Linked DNA regions of Mus musculus: all the other regions are linked to region 4. Evidence: chromatin contacts called from public Hi-C, HiChIP or PLAC-seq and promoter capture Hi-C data. All regions are on one chromosome and are shown on one strand. Each heading gives the region's core, a stretch centred on a gene start, on an enhancer-like site or on the middle of the called end of the contact. The rest is flanking DNA. Distances are from core to core; before and after follow the strand shown. Region 1 has its middle 350 kb from the start of Gm32283. Region 2 has its middle 330 kb from the start of Gm32283. Region 3 has its middle 320 kb from the start of Gm23892. Region 4 holds the start of Cited2 (Cbp/p300-interacting transactivator, with Glu/Asp-rich carboxy-terminal domain, 2). Region 5 has its middle 190 kb from the start of Gm32283.

The links. Promoter capture Hi-C pulls out the DNA fragments that hold promoters and counts their contacts. A called contact is a pair of places that touch in the nucleus more often than the background predicts. HiChIP or PLAC-seq counts read pairs in DNA pulled down with a chosen protein or histone mark.
Region 1: a Hi-C map of embryonic fibroblasts shows a contact between it and region 4, with 5 times the contacts expected there. The contact joins the enhancer-like site here to the promoter of Cited2 in region 4. A contact is called at or near these places in 7 of 39 promoter capture datasets (the 3T3-L1 cell line, the C10 cell line, frontonasal cranial neural crest and 3 more), 4 of 484 Hi-C or Micro-C datasets (the C2C12 cell line, embryonic fibroblasts, myocytes and 1 more) and 11 of 115 datasets of contacts at active chromatin or transcription factors (the 230-238 cell line, DN3 thymocytes, VIP interneurons and 8 more).
Region 2: a contact with region 4 is called in an H3K4me3 HiChIP or PLAC-seq map of bone marrow-derived macrophages, with 9 times the contacts expected there. The contact joins the enhancer-like site here to the promoter of Cited2 in region 4. A contact is called at or near these places in 4 of 39 promoter capture datasets (cranial neural crest, embryonic stem cells, frontonasal cranial neural crest and 1 more) and 11 of 115 datasets of contacts at active chromatin or transcription factors (the 230-238 cell line, the NIH/3T3 cell line, astrocytes and 8 more).
Region 3: a contact with region 4 is called in a Hi-C map of neural stem cells, with 7 times the contacts expected there. The contact joins the enhancer-like site here to the promoter of Cited2 in region 4. A contact is called at or near these places in 12 of 39 promoter capture datasets (the 3T3-L1 cell line, the C10 cell line, cranial neural crest and 7 more), 5 of 15 datasets of contacts at CTCF or cohesin (the NIH/3T3 cell line, hippocampal excitatory neurons, large pre-B cells and 2 more), 117 of 484 Hi-C or Micro-C datasets (the 63-12 cell line, the AML12 cell line, the AtT-20 cell line and 71 more), 44 of 115 datasets of contacts at active chromatin or transcription factors (the 230-238 cell line, DN3 thymocytes, the NIH/3T3 cell line and 35 more) and 2 of 9 other capture datasets (adipose tissue and embryonic stem cells).
Region 5: a contact with region 4 is called in a promoter capture Hi-C map of second pharyngeal arch cranial neural crest, with 12 times the contacts expected there. The contact joins the enhancer-like site here to the promoter of Cited2 in region 4. A contact is called at or near these places in 6 of 39 promoter capture datasets (cranial neural crest, frontonasal cranial neural crest, hippocampal neurons and 2 more) and 11 of 115 datasets of contacts at active chromatin or transcription factors (the NIH/3T3 cell line, T-cell acute lymphoblastic leukemia, acute myeloid leukemia and 8 more).

The regions. Positions count from the first base shown.
Region 1 is chr10:15,390,969-15,394,421 of GRCm38.p6, forward strand. No RefSeq gene overlaps it. Among named protein-coding and RNA genes, the nearest start is that of Gm32283, 350 kb to the right of the region's middle. Within about 2 kb of position 1,318, at least 57 of the 459 cell types and tissues checked have an H3K27ac peak or open chromatin away from gene starts, as enhancers often do. A contact at or near this core is called in the 230-238 cell line, the C2C12 cell line, VIP interneurons and 5 more, where this site is marked.
Region 2 is chr10:15,409,491-15,412,825 of GRCm38.p6, forward strand. No RefSeq gene overlaps it. Among named protein-coding and RNA genes, the nearest start is that of Gm32283, 330 kb to the right of the region's middle. Within about 2 kb of position 1,366, at least 5 of the 459 cell types and tissues checked have an H3K27ac peak or open chromatin away from gene starts, as enhancers often do. A contact at or near this core is called in bone marrow-derived macrophages, where this site is marked.
Region 3 is chr10:15,299,805-15,303,521 of GRCm38.p6, forward strand. No RefSeq gene overlaps it. Among named protein-coding and RNA genes, the nearest start is that of Gm23892, 320 kb to the left of the region's middle. Within about 2 kb of position 1,712, at least 69 of the 459 cell types and tissues checked have an H3K27ac peak or open chromatin away from gene starts, as enhancers often do. A contact at or near this core is called in the AtT-20 cell line, the C2C12 cell line, the G1E-ER4 cell line and 24 more, where this site is marked.
Region 4 is chr10:17,721,886-17,725,329 of GRCm38.p6, forward strand. Cited2 (Cbp/p300-interacting transactivator, with Glu/Asp-rich carboxy-terminal domain, 2) reads left to right here and starts at 1,343. Exons shown (of 2, transcript NM_010828.3): 1 at 1,343-1,574; 2 at 2,053-3,444. The coding sequence starts at 2,061. The coding sequence ends at 2,870.
Region 5 is chr10:15,552,136-15,555,515 of GRCm38.p6, forward strand. It overlaps the pseudogene Gm46188. Among named protein-coding and RNA genes, the nearest start is that of Gm32283, 190 kb to the right of the region's middle. Within about 2 kb of position 1,691, at least 9 of the 459 cell types and tissues checked have an H3K27ac peak or open chromatin away from gene starts, as enhancers often do. A contact at or near this core is called in second pharyngeal arch cranial neural crest, where this site is marked.

The DNA.
Region 1 (3,453 bases), core at 68-2,567, 2.3 Mb before region 4:
TTTCATTTCAATATTGTATTGTGTGACTTCCTATACTCTATAAAACACAAAACTAAAAGAGATAGAAAATAGAAATTTGTAAAAATGTTTTAGAAGTAAAACTTTAAGTCAACTATTCTTAGTACAGTTTAAATGAACAGACATTTATTACAAAGTTTCTGAGGGTATGTGTGGAGTTTCTGATGGAATTTTCTGAAGTGCTGTAAGTAAGAGATCTTGGTTTGTTAACACAATCAGGAAGTTTATGTGGAAAGGAAGAGGAGGGAAGTATAGAAGTTTGATTGAGTACACTGTGGAGTTTGCTTATTTGAATGTGATCCGATCAAATGGCAGCATAAAGTAGGATGAAACTTGGCTATAGTGATTAGTTGAGATCTATAAATCAAGGATTACAAAGCACACACAGAGCTGCGTGGGATGTCCTAAAGTCCAAGCAATCAGGAGGTGAAGGAAAAAGGTGGTGAAGATTAAAATTATCCAGAGTTATGTAGTGAGGTCCAGGACAACCTGGGCTACATGACATTATTATGACAAATCAATTGTCTTAATTAAGTTTAACATGGTTCATACAATCATATTGAATATTTTTCACAATGTAACCATTGGAAATACTAAGGCAGGCTTAAGCCAAACTTACCTTAATTCAATAATTACCAATATAAAGTTCTTGTTGATAGGAATATCAAAGTACAATAGGATATAGAACACTCTTGATCTTCCAAAGCAAATAACACATTTAAAACCACACTAATTTGTCTAAAGAACTACAAGGACTACTGATATTATCAGACTAGGGAATTTTCCATGGTCAAACAGGTATGTGCTAAATTGTCTCAAACACTGCAAACATTCAATAAATAACAACAAAAATTTCAACCCTTACTGGTAGAGCTCAGACTTTCAGTGTCAAATGGTTATTTTTAAGTTGTGACACTGGGAAAATATATAGTTATTTGACATTTTTTTCTGTAAATTTAAGTAGAATTTTATTAATGTTTCTGATTTTATATAAATTACAGGAACGATTAATCAGCACTTCTAAACTCTGAAGGCCACAGCTGAACTATGTTTCGAGAATGCTCTCACTAACCACAAGTCCTAAAGAAGTCCCAAGGGCGTGTTTCACATTTCTGGCTTCATTTTAAAACTGAAATTATGTTGGAGGAAATTCTGAAGAGTTAGGAGAGGCATCCAAATTTTCAATTGCTTCTCTGAAACCTTGGAATCCTGCCTGTTAATAATCCGCATGCTCTTTGCTTAGAATTTACCCACAGAATCAACTGACAGGAAACTGCTCATCACCCTCCACCCTTCCAACAAGGCTGTGCCAAAGCTCTCATCAGAAACCACAGCGACAAAAATAGATGCAATTGAAGACTATACAGTGACTTAGAAACGGATTTATGGGTTAAGATATCTTTATTATTTTTTCCTTGTTTTGATGTCATGATTTAAAAAGAAGAGAAAGCTTTGAAATAACATCTGGCTAAACAACATGCACAGCTACTCCAGCCTTGTGTGATTTAAAATATTCCAGGTCTTATAACATGCATGAAAAACATGGCTATTAATCCAAACACTATCAACACACAGTGGAGTCTCAAACTCTGGTTAGTCATACTGCTGGGCAAAGCTCATAGCACAGCAACAACAATAAAAGAAAATTCCCTTTGAACAGCTGAATGGCTGCACTAGAATTTTTCTGTGTTCAGATGTAATTAAAAAACAGCTGTGAAGGAAAATCAATTGTTCCTGGTAGTCAATGGCTAATTTTCCACAATCAAAATAAAGAATGCAATATGACATGTTTGTAATGAGCCAGTAATTGTTTCTCTTTTGCTTATTGTTTTAACATTTTTCCCTTCATTTGCAGGAGCTGTCAGTTGCTTGCTTCAGAACTACATTTCACAGTCTTGTCCTCTCCTCGTGTCCACACTGCGATACTAGCAACTGCTGAGGATGCTGTGTGTCTCTGATTCATTTACTCAAGACAGATTTATAATTTGTAGAGCAGTGTGGAAATGTTGACCTTGCTTTTATGAATTAAAAAAGCTTCCATAAATGGAATTATTAACAGACACCCGCATTATTTTCTGGAATTTAATGTTGATTCATTCTAAAAAGGTCTCATGTGTCAAAAAGATGAAGTTGCTAGAATTTGTTGACCTGGGGTCTGTGAACTGTTGTGTATGCTTTTCAAGACAAAACAAAATAGCAGCCACCACAAAGCCTTTTCTCTTATATCCTCCTTTCATTAGCATGGACAAGAAGATGTTAGTGCAGCTGATGGTTAGAAAAGGAAACTTTTACACTGAACATTTGGAGTTTAGAGGATGGAAATTGAGTGGACAAATGAGATAAAATTGGTTTATCTTAGCCACACTTGATCTAGCCAATACAGAAGTGGATGCTCACAGTCATCTATAGGATAGAACACAGGGCCCCCAATGGAGGAGCTAGAGAAAGTACCCAAGGAGCTGAAGGGGTCTGCAACACTATAGGTGGAACAATATGAACTAACCAGTACCCCCAGAGCTCGTGTCTCTAGCTGCATATGTAGCAGAAGATGGCCTAGTCGGCCATCAAAGGGAAGAGAGGCCCCTTGGTCTTGCAAACTTTCTATGTCCCAGTACAGGGGAACACCCGGGCCAAGAAGTAGGAGTGGGTGGGTAGGGGAGCAGGGCAGGGGGAGGGTATAGGGAACTTTCGAGATAGCATTTGAAATGTAAATAAAAGAATATCTAATAAAATAAAGAAATGAGTTAAAAAAGAGAACTTTATAATACCTGAATAAAAATGAAAAAAATTGGTTTATCATGCTCATGCTTATTTTAATGTATTTACATATACAGAGACAGACATAGAGAGAGACATATACACAGAGAGAGTATTTTTAGTGAAATTTTGAATGTCAATATAAAGGAAATAGAAATAAATAATAAATAAACATTGACTCTCAATTGTTTTGTAATTTTGTGCCATTTTTAATCTTAACTACCCTCAGGTTGTTAATAAGAAAAATGATAACATATAAGAAAACTGGGATTTTCTGGTAGTTATTACAAGCATATTAATGCAGTAATATGTATTTCCAGAAATTTAAATTTTGTACGGAAAGATTATTTAAACTCAAAGTGTTATCTAGTCACTAGCACCCAGTATATGATGTTTTGCCTTGTTTTGAAAAGCATACACAACAGTTCACAGACCGCAGGTCAACAAATTCTAGCAACTTCATCTTTTGACACAGGAGCTTCCTAAGTACCATACACTACCTGTTCATGAATGACAAATGTCTCATAGTTCATAACTCTCCACTCTTCTATCAGAAGGGTGCATATTCCTGAAGAGTTATGGCATTTGTTAAATTAATTATATATTTATGATTCTGAGAAACACACTAAGACTGAAGTAGGAGGACATAAGAAAATTGCATATTGTCAAAAAATATGA
Region 2 (3,335 bases), core at 116-2,615, 2.3 Mb before region 4:
AGAACATTCCCACAAGAAACACCTTACAAATCTTATAGCCATGACACATACACAGATATGCATTAACGATGTCAACAGAAACATTTGATGTAATATATTAGGTGAAATTTTAATTAAATGATGTACATATGTTTCATCTCTGAAAAAATAGAATAAATGAATTGTATATTTTTCATCAGGTTTTTTTTTCAAATAATGACTTTCTTCACTGTTGCTTGATTCACTGAGCCATTTCGTCAGTGAGCAATGATTGTTCATAAGTGGCCTGAGAGTTGTTTACTTCAAGTCCTAGATCTATACCTTCAATTTCCTCAACAGCAGTAAGAATATAATTACAGTATTATATGATGTGGTTCTGTGAGCCTCACCGAACAATATGTGGTGCAATTCAGACCCTTGGGGTTAGCTCAGAAGTTGCTGCCTGATAATGCACTGCTAACAAAACCCAGGTGTCGAAGGCATTGTGTTCAGAAGCTCCTGAGAGTTTGAGAGCAAATGACTGAAGCGAAATAGAACAAAATCAAAACTTCTCTGTGGGTAAACTCTTGAGTTTTTCTGTAAAATGAAATGGTGGCTACTCTTGAAATATTATACATGAATTGATTTTAATGATGCCATTTAAAAATTTAGCATTTTAACTTTTATTTCTCTAAAATTCAATCAATTTAGACACACTACTCATTGATAGAAAAGTCTTTATTAATAAATGTTAGCAAGATATAAACAAGTTTGTAAATTAGGTGTGTAAATTTATAATCATTCTGCCAATACAACCCAATTGCTAAATACATACAAAATGAGGACAGATATATACAAAATGCATACAAATAAATACAAATTACATGCAAATGCAATATTTGGTAAATGCATACATATACTGGTGAGAATATGTTGCAAAGAAAAAATATTATCTGTAAATTATAAAATGTTCTTTCCATTTATTTTAATTTAGGGAAATCTTGGAAGGATAATTTTCATATAACAGTCATGTAGTTTCTTTAATATTTCTTTAAGCCATATTTTATTTGTTGGAATAAAAATGAGCAACATTAGACATCAGTGAAATAATATTCACAAAACAGCTCTGTTACCATTTTAATAGTTTTTCAGATAGAGCTCTGATTTGGACACCACAATTCCAATGCTGTGTAATATGATCCAGGCTGATAATATGATTTTGAGAAGCTGTGTAAGTTCAGGAAATAGGAAGAGTTGTGAGAAGTGGGTACTGAGGACTAACATTAGGGCTACAGCTCTTTCTTCTTCCTAACCTAATGTCATATGAGTAGCCTCTACCATACATTCATTATGACTACATAATCCAAAAACAGGAAACAAAGTATTTTCTCTCTGAGTTGTTATTCACAGGAATTTGTATCACCATGGTTGCAAAACAGCTAATACAAGAGTTCTCTGTTTATAAACTGAGTGAAGCTACTCATTCTGTAGCCACATTTGTTATGCAATGTCCTTTGCCAGGTACTTAATTATTTTTTGCTTTTTATAAAACTAAAATTTTCGGGACTGGAGAGATGGCCTATCTGTTATTAACATTTGGCTTTCGTTCAGAAAGACCCAGGTTAAATTCTCAGTTTCTACATGGAAGATCACTGCTGTGATTTCAATTCCAGAGAATCTGACATCTTTTTCTGGCTTCCATGTGCACTGCATACATGTACTGTACAGAAATCCATGCTGACAAAACACCTATATGCATAAAATAAATCTTATAAATGATCCTGAAATTTGGAAAAGCCTGGCCAACGCTAGTGCTTATATGTATATTTTTAATTATTCAGTCTAGTATCTATCATAAATCTTTTATAAGTGCTGTAGCAAAGAGTGAAATGGGGGGAGAGAGATGTCTTCTAAATTTTCTTTCCTTATCAACTTAGAAAAAGTAAAAATTGTACTATTAAATCAATAGTACTATTGACAAACTGTACTGTTAAAATCAATAAAGTACAGCAAAGAATACCATGGGCCTGAAATTACTGAAGAATAAAAACATGTCTACCAGGTACATTTAACAAAGTAAAAGTCATATTTAACAACATTTGGAATACTAAAATCAGGTCGTAAAACCTTGTACACTGTAAGTTAGAAAGATCCAAGTTGAACCTGGTCCTCTACTGCACTTCCAAAGTGCACCACTATATGTTTCCAAATTCAGAATCATAATGGATGTACCTATTATTGGACATATCAAATATATGGTCCTTGTCTTTTCAACAGCAAGACTTCACCTGTGGTCTAAAAAGATACTTATCAGTGCTCAGATAAATGACAAAACATTCTGAAGTAGTTCCAATATCAGAGAAAGAAACAATAATGGGCCATTTGTTCCCAGTAGCATAGACTACAGTACTGGATGATCATGAAGTATTCACAAAAACAAACAAACAAACAAACAAACAAGCAAAAAAGCTCTTTCCCAAATTATACAGGGTTCTAATTCAGATTCTGGTTAGATAATAGTGAACAAATTTCCTCCTTACTGAGAACGTGAGCTAAAACGCTGGTATAGAAAGTGAATGTTAAAGAGCTGAGGCTGCACATGTGAGATGTGATAAATGAAGAACAACATTAAGGTCCTGTGTAGGAAGGCGATCTGAATTTATTCATATTTAAATTAGGTTATCTGAAAAGATATCTTAAGTAATGACTTTAGCTGACATTTGAAGAGTGGTGACATTTTCAAAGATGATAAGCACAATAACTCCTAAAAATAAATTAAGAGAAATTTGACAAGCAAAGGGGAGTTACAAAACTTATTTGTGTAAAGAATGGTTGCTATATACTGCTAAATAACTGTGGGAACGTGGAGCATGTCAGAGATTACTGAGAGCCTGGGTGTGTAAATGAAATTACATCTTAATCCTTTCAGTAGAATGAGATAATATATTAGCTTTAAAGAAAGCAACATTCATAATAACTACTTATCAGTATCTAGTGGTTATAGAAAATGTGCTCATTCAAAGGAATTAAGTATTTTTTTAAATAAAACTTTATAATGACCAGTATCAACTAGACATTCACCTACAGCATCATGTAGAATTAGAAATGTTTTATGCATATCTGTGATATTATAAATATTAAAATAGTAGGCAAACCATAATATAAAATAGTGGCATTAAAATAATATTGTACCTTAAAGCATTCTATCTAAATACAAAGCACTCAGTATGGACTACTTATCATGTAATCTATTCATCTATTAAACTATTTTTTTAATTAGGTATTCTCTTCATTTACATTTCTTTCATTTACATTTCCAATGCTATCCCAAAAGTTCCCCCATACCCTCCCCTCCTTTCAGCAAAATCTTGCTAGTG
Region 3 (3,717 bases), core at 462-2,961, 2.4 Mb before region 4:
AATCATTCAGCTAGCAAAACTGTGTGGTTGCTGGGAGGGAGGGTAATTGATTTAGTGAGGAGGATTGTAAGACCTTTAAGTATTCAGTTCAACACATAGTATATCAAATGTTGCTTTCAGTAGTATTAATATTTGCATTATGATTTTCAATTTCATCTTCATGAAATGTCATATAATACAGTCTTAATAAAATGCTTCTAAAGCTACCGTACATCGGAGGAGGCATTAATTCAACTTTCTCTAGATGAAGTTGTTTAGAAAAACATTACGCCTTAGACCTTCCGAAGAAGCTGAGTGGTGGTGGGGGGTGGGGAGGAGGCTGATCGTTAGCATTCATGCAGATACCAGAGAAGGTCATTTGCACTTCTGTGCCAGACCTTTCAAAAATAAAGTAAAAAAAAAAAAAAAAGGTCAGGTCTCAGCTCACAGTTCAGAGAACTGACCACTAGGTGGCAGAAGCGCTCCTTCTGCTAACTCAGCCTCTCCTGGTGTGGGCTGTAATTAGGTCAGTGTAAGTTAAAGTAGGGCTGAGAGATGAATAAAGTAGATTTTCTCCTCTAGAACACACTGCAGTTTAATTTCACTTCTTTCTACAGTGTGCGATGAAGGTGGACTTAACTTTTAAAGGCAAAGAGACAAACCACTGCCAGGATAAATGAGAAGACGCAGAGGGGGCAACTGGCACCACACAGGAGAGGAAATGCTTTCTGGCTGGTTCCTAATTTTCATATCCGGGTTATCGTCAGAAATCATTTTCAGAGGTAAGGTAATGAATGCTTTATGTAAGGAAGAGGTGACTTCTGAAGCCCAAAGGGGTGGGCTTGCTGGTGTTCAAAAATCCATTCCCTTTATTGATGATCCGTGCAATAAAGCTATTTTCTTTGATGATGTTTCATTTATTTATTTATTTATTTATTTATTTATTTATTTATTTATTTATCTAATTTTGTCAGCAGCCAGAAACATGTTAATCTGAGGAAAAGCTCCACACCCCCACACAGACTTCCCTTTCCTGGCGAGTGTGCCAAGGAGGAAGAGCTGCTGAAGGTGAAAGTTGAAACCTCCTGCTCTTGTCTTGGTGGCTCTGGGGAGGACAGAAAGACCTCAGCACATGAATCTAGCTCTAGCATTAAAACTGCAGCAGGCCACCATGGAGTGGTGTCCCCCAAAAGCATCTGGCTGCTGTGTTCACTTACATGAGGAACAGCAGAAAATGTGAACAATCACAGGGAAAATGTATCCTTTACCCAGCCCCAGCCGTTGACCATAGCATTGAATGTGTGCAAGGTCGGCTTCTGTTCTTTGTTTTTGCCTTTAAGAAAATAGGGGAAAATAGGGTTTAAGTTAGACATACGCTAGGTAGAAATGTTTCCTGATTCTAGATTCTCTATAGTTTGAGAGTATCTAGCTGAATGCAGTGTTGTTCCTTTAGATTACAGATTGTGTCACAGGTAGTTCCAAACTCAAAGACAGAGGAAGGGCAGTTGGTGACATAATTAAAAAAAAAAAAAAAAAAGAAAAGAAAAAAGTAAAGAAAAGGCACACACTGTATAATGGTCAATGAGAAGATGAGGTGAGCACAAAGCTGTGTCTCTGACAAACTGAGATTCCCCAGATAATTTCTGGGTTTTCAGATATGATTCTAAGATAATTCCCCAGCATTGCCCAGTTGTTAGTGTCGGTGCTACCCCCAAATTTCTTCTGCCTATTTGTCAGTACCTCATGCCTGTACACGCTGCTATCTGTACTGCATGTGAGATGATGCCTGAATCTGTGTGCTGTTCTGTGTTCATAGATTTGTCTCCAGAATCACAGACAGTCACATTAAATCTATATTCAATATGTTATATGACTGAATTCTCTGTTCTGTAAATGATGTCCTCTGCATGGCTCAATATTATAAAAAGGAAAAAAATGAAAGGGGACTGATGGAGAGTCGAGTAAGAAGCAAGTGATGAACAGATCTAAGAGAAGCATCTTGAAGTGTGGTTTTAAGGTGGAATCAGAAAACTGTAGTTTCCTTTTCCAATTGATTATTCCAACAGCTCCATTTGCTGATAGATATGAGGTAGATAGGAGACAAACAGATGTTCTGCTATTGAAGAGAGTAGGGGCAGAAAACAGTCAACAAATTATAATTTACAAAGACACTGGGCTGATGCTTGATCACATATCTCAGTGATCAGGTACAATCTTATCCTGAAATATCATTGCCAGCTAATCAGAGTTGTGGACAGAGTGGCAGATAACCAAAGAGTAAAAATAGTTACATAGACAAGGTGAACTAAGGAGAAGACATTTCATTAAAAACTATTATTTCTTTGTGAAAATGTATCATCTCTACATTTTCATTTTTTTTTTTTTGTTTTACAATGTAATGTCAAGTTGGATTTTAGAAAAGAAAACATGTTGATCAGTGAGAAGTGAATACTGTCTTCAGTGCTTTTAAAGCTCTGAGCACATTTTAAACAAGTCTGTGATGCAGAGCTAGAAACAGCATAGGCTGTCATTTTGGATGTAGGATACACAAGACTTATTGACTTTTTAAGTGGGTTCAGGGATGTTTTGATGGTCTCCCGGTCTCCTAGCATCTTCTCTCTCTTTTTTTCTATTATCTTATAATATGGAGACTTTGTTCTTATTTCCCTCATGTTCCATTTTTATGCACAGGTCACATGAATTCTATTGTTGCTTATAACTGTAGCTTGCTCCTTAAGGATCCCGAATTGCATTATATTGAGTGATTCTTGCTGCACACTATTTATTCCGTTTTTGAACTCATTTCAATTTGCTAAGAGTAATAGCAGGGATGTTGTGAGCATACTTTATAAGTGTTCTTTCTAAATTTTGTATATATTCACGTACAAAAATATCCTGAAGGGCATACTGAATAACATGTACGCTTTATGTTTTGATACATGAAAGCATGAATTGAGTACATAGGCTAACATTTTTAATAGTGTTGCATAAATATCCCAATTGCTCTCTGGCCTTGTCATCCTTTAATAATTCTACCTTTTCCACTTTTAACCATTCTGTTTTCTCTCCTTTTTATAGAAATATGAACAGACCATTTAGATTCTCAGATAATACAAATGGTAAACCCAGTTAGTTACTGCAAAATAGCTTACCTGTTTCCTTTTAAAGAACTGGTCAGTTTTGTTTTGTCTTAATTTTTATGATGACCCTCTGGCTACAAGAGTATAATAAATTTTATGTTAAAAATTATAAAAATGAAATTGTCAAAGGACAGGCATGGTCTTGTATTCTAGTTTGATTTCCTATTGGTTTGAAAAGGTATTCTAACTAAAATCAACTTGAGGAAGGGATTAATTTATTTCATTCATACTTTCAGGCCAAAAGCTATCGTCAAGTGAACACCGAGCAAGAATTCAGAACAATAACTTATGTGGAGGTGATCTAAAAATGCGGCTCACTGGTTTGATCATTGACTTATGGTCAGCTAGTTTGCATCTATAGACCTGTCCTCCCTGCTAGGAAATAGTGCCACTCACAATGGAATGGACCCTCCCACATTAGTCATCACTCAATGCAGTCTCTCATGAGCATGGCCACAGACACATCAGGTCTGGTAACCTCTCACTGAGAGTCTTTTAGATGCCTCTAGGGTGTGCCAATTTAGCAGCTGAAGTGAACTAGGACTCTTCACAATATTTTGCTATATGAACATCAAATTAATGGCCATCATTGGGAAGA
Region 4 (3,444 bases), core at 93-2,592:
GGGTTTTATTTGCAAGTCAATGAGCCAAATGGGCGATCGGGCTCGTTGTGCTTCGTTCTGCAAGCAAGGTTATTATTATCACCGCCTATTGCTCCACTGAACAATTTCACTGAAAAGGAAGACTAGTAGCCGTGTGTGCGCGCACTGTGCCATACAGGACGTGCTGCTACGTGCCCACTTCCAAAACGACTTTATTTACAAAGCGATTACCAAGCTATCTATCTGTTTTCCTTTTGCAGCAGCAGCAGCCTTACTCAGCCCTCGAATTTCTTAATTACAAACCCGTTTGCTTCTAAATCAACCCCAAACCGTCAGGCAAGAGCCCGGAGGGAGGCTGTGCAAGTTTGCACACACCCCCACCTCCTGGATCAAGGGCAACAGCAGAAGCAAGTAACTGTGTATGTGCAAAAAGGTGGATCTGGGGACGAGGATCGCTGAGTTTGTTTACAGAGCAGGGACGCCTCAGCTCGGATGCCAAAGCTACCAAGAGCTGCAAACGCAAACTTAGCAGAAGCACACGTACTCCCGGAGCGTGGAGCAGGCCGTAAAGTGCGGAGCGGATTCCAGAACCCCGGGAGTGGAGCCGCCCCGGCCTGTGAGCGCGCTCGGTCCACCTGCAGCCGCTGCCGCTCCCCGCCCCCAACCCCTGTCCTTGAAAAGAGTGGAGGTGCGGAGCGGGGGTGAGGGGTGGGGAGTTAAAGGGTGCATCCACACTAAGAAAAATACCTCAGTTAGGTGTACGTGCTGCCTGTATATAAAAAAAAACAAAACCACAAACACAAACACAAAGGCGCGGCTCAGGAAAGCGCGCTCAGAGGACAGGACACGATCGGCCCAGGGCTTTAAAAATCTAACTCGGGAAAGCATAGCCATTCTTCGTAGGTTGGGAAGAGTTTGGCACCTAAGAAAACTCTGCAGGGCAGGGAGGCTGAGCGAACCCCTTTTTCCTGTAGAGGGCAGGGCAGATCACTAGGTAAGCCGGGTGAGCGAGCTGGGGGTGGGGAGATCTAGCCAGAAGGAGGTGGGGAGTGCTCCTTGCTCCTCTCCTGTAGATGCTTCCGTGCACTGGGTGGCCGGGAGGACTAGCTCCGTGTCCCTGAGGTGGCAGGCACAACCTCGCCTTTGGGAGCCAGAAAGCCACTTCGGTCCGGAGACCTGCTGGGCGGCGCCGGGGCGCGCAGCCGCTGCGCACGTGCAGCGCGGACTCGCGGACGCGGCAGAGGACCCGATCCAGGGTGCTGATGTTCCGGGATCCGTGTGTTTGCGCTTGCCGCCGGGGAGGCTGTCGCTCCGCCCTTCCTGAGATCCTTATATTAACAGTGGCCAAAGCCCGGAGAAACACAGCTCATTGTTGGCAGCTGCCTGGCGGTCTTGCGGAGCGGCTAGGGCAGCGGAGGAAAAGAAAAGGGAACGGCTCGGAATTTGCTCCAGCGGCTGCTGCAAGACCTCGGCGCCAACCTCGCACCGGCGAGCGCCTCACAGCCCATCGGCTGTCCCTCTATGTGCTGCTGAGCCGGTCCTGGACTCGACGAGCCCGCCTTCGGTGTTCCGAGCAGAAATCGCAAAGACGGAAGGTGAGCGCGGCGGGCGAAGCTAGCCAGGGCTGCTGCCAGCCTAGTCCTCCGAGGGCAGGGCTGGCTCCGGGGACAAGCGTGAGGCGGAGCTGGGGAATAACAACAGGATGTGCAACCACAGGGTGAGGAGGGCTGATTGAATGCCTGAAGTTCGCGGCCCGGCTCCGGGGCACTTCCTTTATTAGGCCACTTCAGGGAACCCAGGGGGGTGTGGGCTCCGGTCCCCCTCCCCCCGCCACACTTTCCCGGATCCTAGGGGAAGGGGCAGGTCGCTCAGCGCCAGGCTGTGCGGGTCCGGCAGGCAGCAGGTCCGCCGAGGTAGCGAGCTCGGGTGCACGGGCTGCTGGTGGGCTCTCTCGGGGGTGGTGGTCTGCAGCTTGAGACGTGCTCGCGGGTACGGGGGGCTACAGAAGTGGGGTGCGCTCTGGTGGGCGACACGTGTGGCGCGGGTCTCAGCGTCTGCTCGTTTCGCTTTCAGGACTGGAAATGGCAGACCATATGATGGCCATGAACCACGGGCGCTTCCCCGACGGCACCAACGGGCTGCACCACCACCCTGCCCACCGCATGGGCATGGGGCAGTTCCCGAGCCCGCATCATCACCAGCAGCAGCAGCCCCAGCACGCCTTCAACGCCCTCATGGGCGAGCACATACACTACGGCGCGGGCAACATGAATGCCACGAGCGGCATCAGGCACGCCATGGGGCCGGGGACTGTGAACGGGGGGCACCCCCCGAGCGCTCTGGCCCCGGCCGCCAGGTTTAACAACTCCCAGTTCATGGGTCCCCCGGTGGCCAGCCAGGGAGGCTCCCTGCCGGCCAGCATGCAGCTGCAGAAGCTCAACAACCAGTATTTCAACCATCACCCCTACCCCCACAACCACTACATGCCGGATTTGCACCCCACTGCAGGCCACCAGATGAACGGGACAAACCAGCACTTCCGAGATTGCAACCCCAAGCACAGCGGAGGCAGCAGCACCCCTGGCGGTGCGGGTGGCAGCGGCACCCCCGGCGGCTCCGGCGGCACCTCGGGCGGCGCGGGTGGCAGCAGCGCGGGCGGCAGCGGCGGTGGCAGCACCATGCCCGCCTCGGTGGCTCACGTCCCCGCGGCAATGCTGCCGCCCAATGTCATAGACACTGATTTCATCGACGAGGAAGTGCTTATGTCCTTAGTGATAGAAATGGGTTTGGACCGCATCAAGGAGCTGCCCGAACTCTGGCTGGGCCAAAATGAGTTTGATTTTATGACGGACTTCGTGTGCAAGCAGCAGCCCAGCAGAGTCAGCTGTTGACTCGGTTAACCTCGCAGGCGGAAAGAAATCACCCTCCCCACCCCACCCCCACCCCCAACTTCTTCGGTGTGAATTAAAAAAAAAACAAAAAAACAAACATTCCCTTAGACGCAGTATCTCGCTTTTCAGATCCTGAAAGGGTTGAGAACCTGGAAACAAAGTAAACTATAAACTTGTACAAATTGGTTTAAAAAAAAAAAAGATTGCTGCCACTTTTTCCTATTCTTGTTTCGTTTTTTGTAGCCTTGACATTCACCTCCCTTATGTAGTTGAAATATCTAGCTAACTTGGTCTTTTTTGTTGTTTGTTTTTACTCCTTTATTTCCTCACTTTCTCCCGTGCTCAACTGTTAGATATTAAGCTTGGCAAACTGCTTAATCTTGTGGATTTTGTAGATGGTTTCAAATGACTGCGCTGCGTTCAGATTCATGAGTGAAAGGAAACATTGCATTTGTTGGCTGCATGATCTTTGAAGGGCAGATATTACTGCACAAACTGCCATCTCGCTTCATTTTTTTTAACTATGCATTCGAGTACAGACTTAAGTTTTCAAATATGCTAAACTGGAAGATTA
Region 5 (3,380 bases), core at 441-2,940, 2.2 Mb before region 4:
CAGCTACAGCAATGTTTAGGTTTTATTCTATGATTTTATTTAATCAAAATTTCTAGATTCACTCTAGCACTTAAAGCTTAGTGCGCTATAATAAGGGCATAAGCTAAGAAAATCTTAGGAGAACTACAGCCCAATAGAGTCTCATTAAAATACAGAATGTGACCATAAGATGGGACACTGCTTCCCTCCTACAAACTCCCTGACAAAAACAGAACAACTACTTCAGAGATATTCCATTTAAATATAATTTTACTTAGTTTGACAAACGTTTAGAGAAACCACAGAACATAAAACATGTAGTAGGGAAGAATATTTTCTTTTAGAAGTCAGTAACATGTTACAATTGAATATTTGTCCAACAAATGAAATCTAAATGTTTAAATTTGTTTCCAAGTGTTTAAAGGAATGCTTGGTGTCTACAGGTCACATATCCAAGCAGAGGACATTATAGCCCATTAAACTGAACTACAAAGGTCAGAGTTACCTTTAGATGTCGCTTAATGAGAGACAGATCATTCTTTGAAGTTAAAAATCAAAGCAGACTTCTCATAGACTGAAATAATTTAGAATGTAAAAATAAAATTCTTACTTGAAAGCAATCATTTTTGCCTACTAATTATATAGAACTTGGAATTTTTAAAATTCTCATCATTGTGTAATTCTCTCTAGACAGTTTACTGACTCCATCGAAGCTGATCTTGTTCATGGTCAGTGTCACAATACAAAGTACAGCCAGAGCCAGAAATCTGCAGTGATGTATTTGCTCATGTGCCAGCCACGCTAGCTTCAAAGATTCCTCACCTGCTCTTCATGGACATGCTCTTTTTCACCTGTGTGTGCTTATTAAGTTTCTTTACGTGTTAATCACTTTTTCCAGAATAAAGATTTTTACATAAAAGTATAAACAATCATCAAAACAAGTATTTTTCTGACACTCAAATTTTGCTCAGGAACAGGCTACTAAACCTATCTGAATGCCATAGTTATTTTAGATTGTGCCATGTTTTCATTCACAAGATATCCCAATAGATTCTTATAGTAAAGAGCCAAATAGATAAGTCCCTCATGTACCACAAGACAGTGAAAGGAAGCCTTATTGGATTATATAAGGAATTCATAACAAGTTATTATTTCCCAGCACACAGGTTTTGACAGGCAATCACCTAACTCTAGCACTTAAAGCCTAGTGCGCTATAATAAGGGCACAAGCTAAGAAAATCTTAGGAGAACTACAGCCCAATAGAGTCTCATTAAAATACAGAATGTGACCATAAGCTGGGATGCTGCTTCCCTCCTACAAACTCCCTGACAAAAACAGAACAATATCAGAGGAAGCAACTGGTACAGAGGGTGTACAGGGGAGCAAGGTGCCTAAAGAACCAGAGCAGAAAGCCAGGGAGACGAAAATCAGGCCACTAGTTGCCGCTGCTAAGACTGTCAGGGAATGAGCATGCATGAGGCAACCCTCACACACAGACTAATTCCTAGGCAGACTGGAATGAAGACTCACACTTGTGTCTTATACATCATACCCTGTCAAGCTTTCAAAGGAGAGAATGAAAGAGGGGGGAGGGGGAGAGAGAGAACCAAAAGAAATGCTTGAGGAAACAAGACAAACATCAGGGTAGGCTCTGCTAAAACCTCTGGCCCAGCCCAGTGGAAGGGTTCAAGCCAAGGGGGAAGGGCTCATGCATGGAGGGGGAAATGCTTTTGCTCACTGCTGCTGCTGCTCTGACAGCCTCTGTTGCTTGAGACACTGCACTGGCAGCAATGAACCCAGAGCAGAGCTGAGCAGCTAGGGGGTGGGGGGAGGGGAGGCTGGTTAGCTAGCTGAATGCAGAGGAGCTACTGAGGATGAAGGCTTCGGAGAGTGTTCTCTTCCCAGGCAGTGTTACAGCTCCTGTGACAGATGCTCTCAGATGACAGAGTAATTCTCACACACCTTTATTCCTTCTGGATAGGATCTTATATACAGTTTTGGGGTGGGTTGGGTCTTGACATCTTGGCTTGGCCTGAGATGCCGCGTCTACATGAGGAGGGACTTGTGGGCCCTGCCTCTATGAGACTGATGGCCACAATACTTCCTATGGGGGGCTGTGGCTATTTGACAGGGACCTGGAGTCTAGAGCAGGCTAAGCTCCTACTGTCCCTTCAGGGTCCCCAGGGCTTCAAGTCTTAGCTCTACCTTATCAGGCTTCTTCTCACAGTCTATTGCCCCACACCAATGCAGACAGAATACTAAGTTATTAGTTTAAAAAAAAAAAAGAACATATGGGACTAACTTGTCTGTAGAGGAAGTAACAGTGACATTGCAAGACCTTTCACTAGACTATGATGATGGACTTGGTGATGGTTAAACTTTGTGTATCATCTTGACAGGGCTACTAGGTACTCGGTTGCTTGCTTAGACATTGATTTTAGTGTTTCTTTGGTGGTGTTTTTTAAATAGTCAACATTTTTAAAAGCACATCAGATTTTTCTTCATAAAATTGGTGGGCCATAGCTAATCAAGCTTATATCTAAAAGTAAATGCATATTAATTATACGTGTCTTGAAAACACTATTGGAGACCTTGTCATTGGATATTTATAACAGTCTTTGCAAATTTACATTCAATTCGTTAAAATTCCTTAGAAGATGTTTTGTCTATGTATTGCTCATTGCTTCTGATAATTTCAATGATGCCAGCCTTCATCAAATTCTCTTACATCATTGCTTTTATATTGTTCCCTAGGCACATTATATCGTTTTATCAATACTTTCAACCAGACAATGATTCATATTTTTCAAATAATATTTACTTAGCTATCTATTGACCAACTGAGTGGCAAGAGAAATAGGAAGCATTCTTAAATCACAAAAAGCTGCAATACTACGTATTATAATGAATATATCAACTAACACAGTCCATAAAATACAACCTTTTAAAAGACAAGCTGGCAAGAGAGTAAAAAGTGTCGTAGGTAAGGAAAATCTGAAGAGCAGGGAATACAAGCATCCCAGGGTTTGACCTTCAGACACCTCTCTTTTCAACCCCACCACTGACTTGGAATTAGTAAAGGACGCATTAAATCATTTATATTCTGTCTTAAGAAATTTACTAAGTATTCTCCTTGTTAATACAAAACCCCATCAAACACATAAAATACAGTGTCTAAGGTAAGTGTCTTACTTAGTTTTCTGTTGCTACAGCAGAATGACAGTGACTGGTTAAAATAAGGAAATTTTATTCATGTTTTCATTATGAGCCCAAGACACAAAGGCTGTATCTACTGAAGGGTTTTTTTTTTTTTTTTTTTTTTTTTGCTGCATGACGTGGTTCTAGGGATCACCTGGACAAAATGGAAGGTCTGTGGCTATTCTTTTTTTTGTTTTGTTTT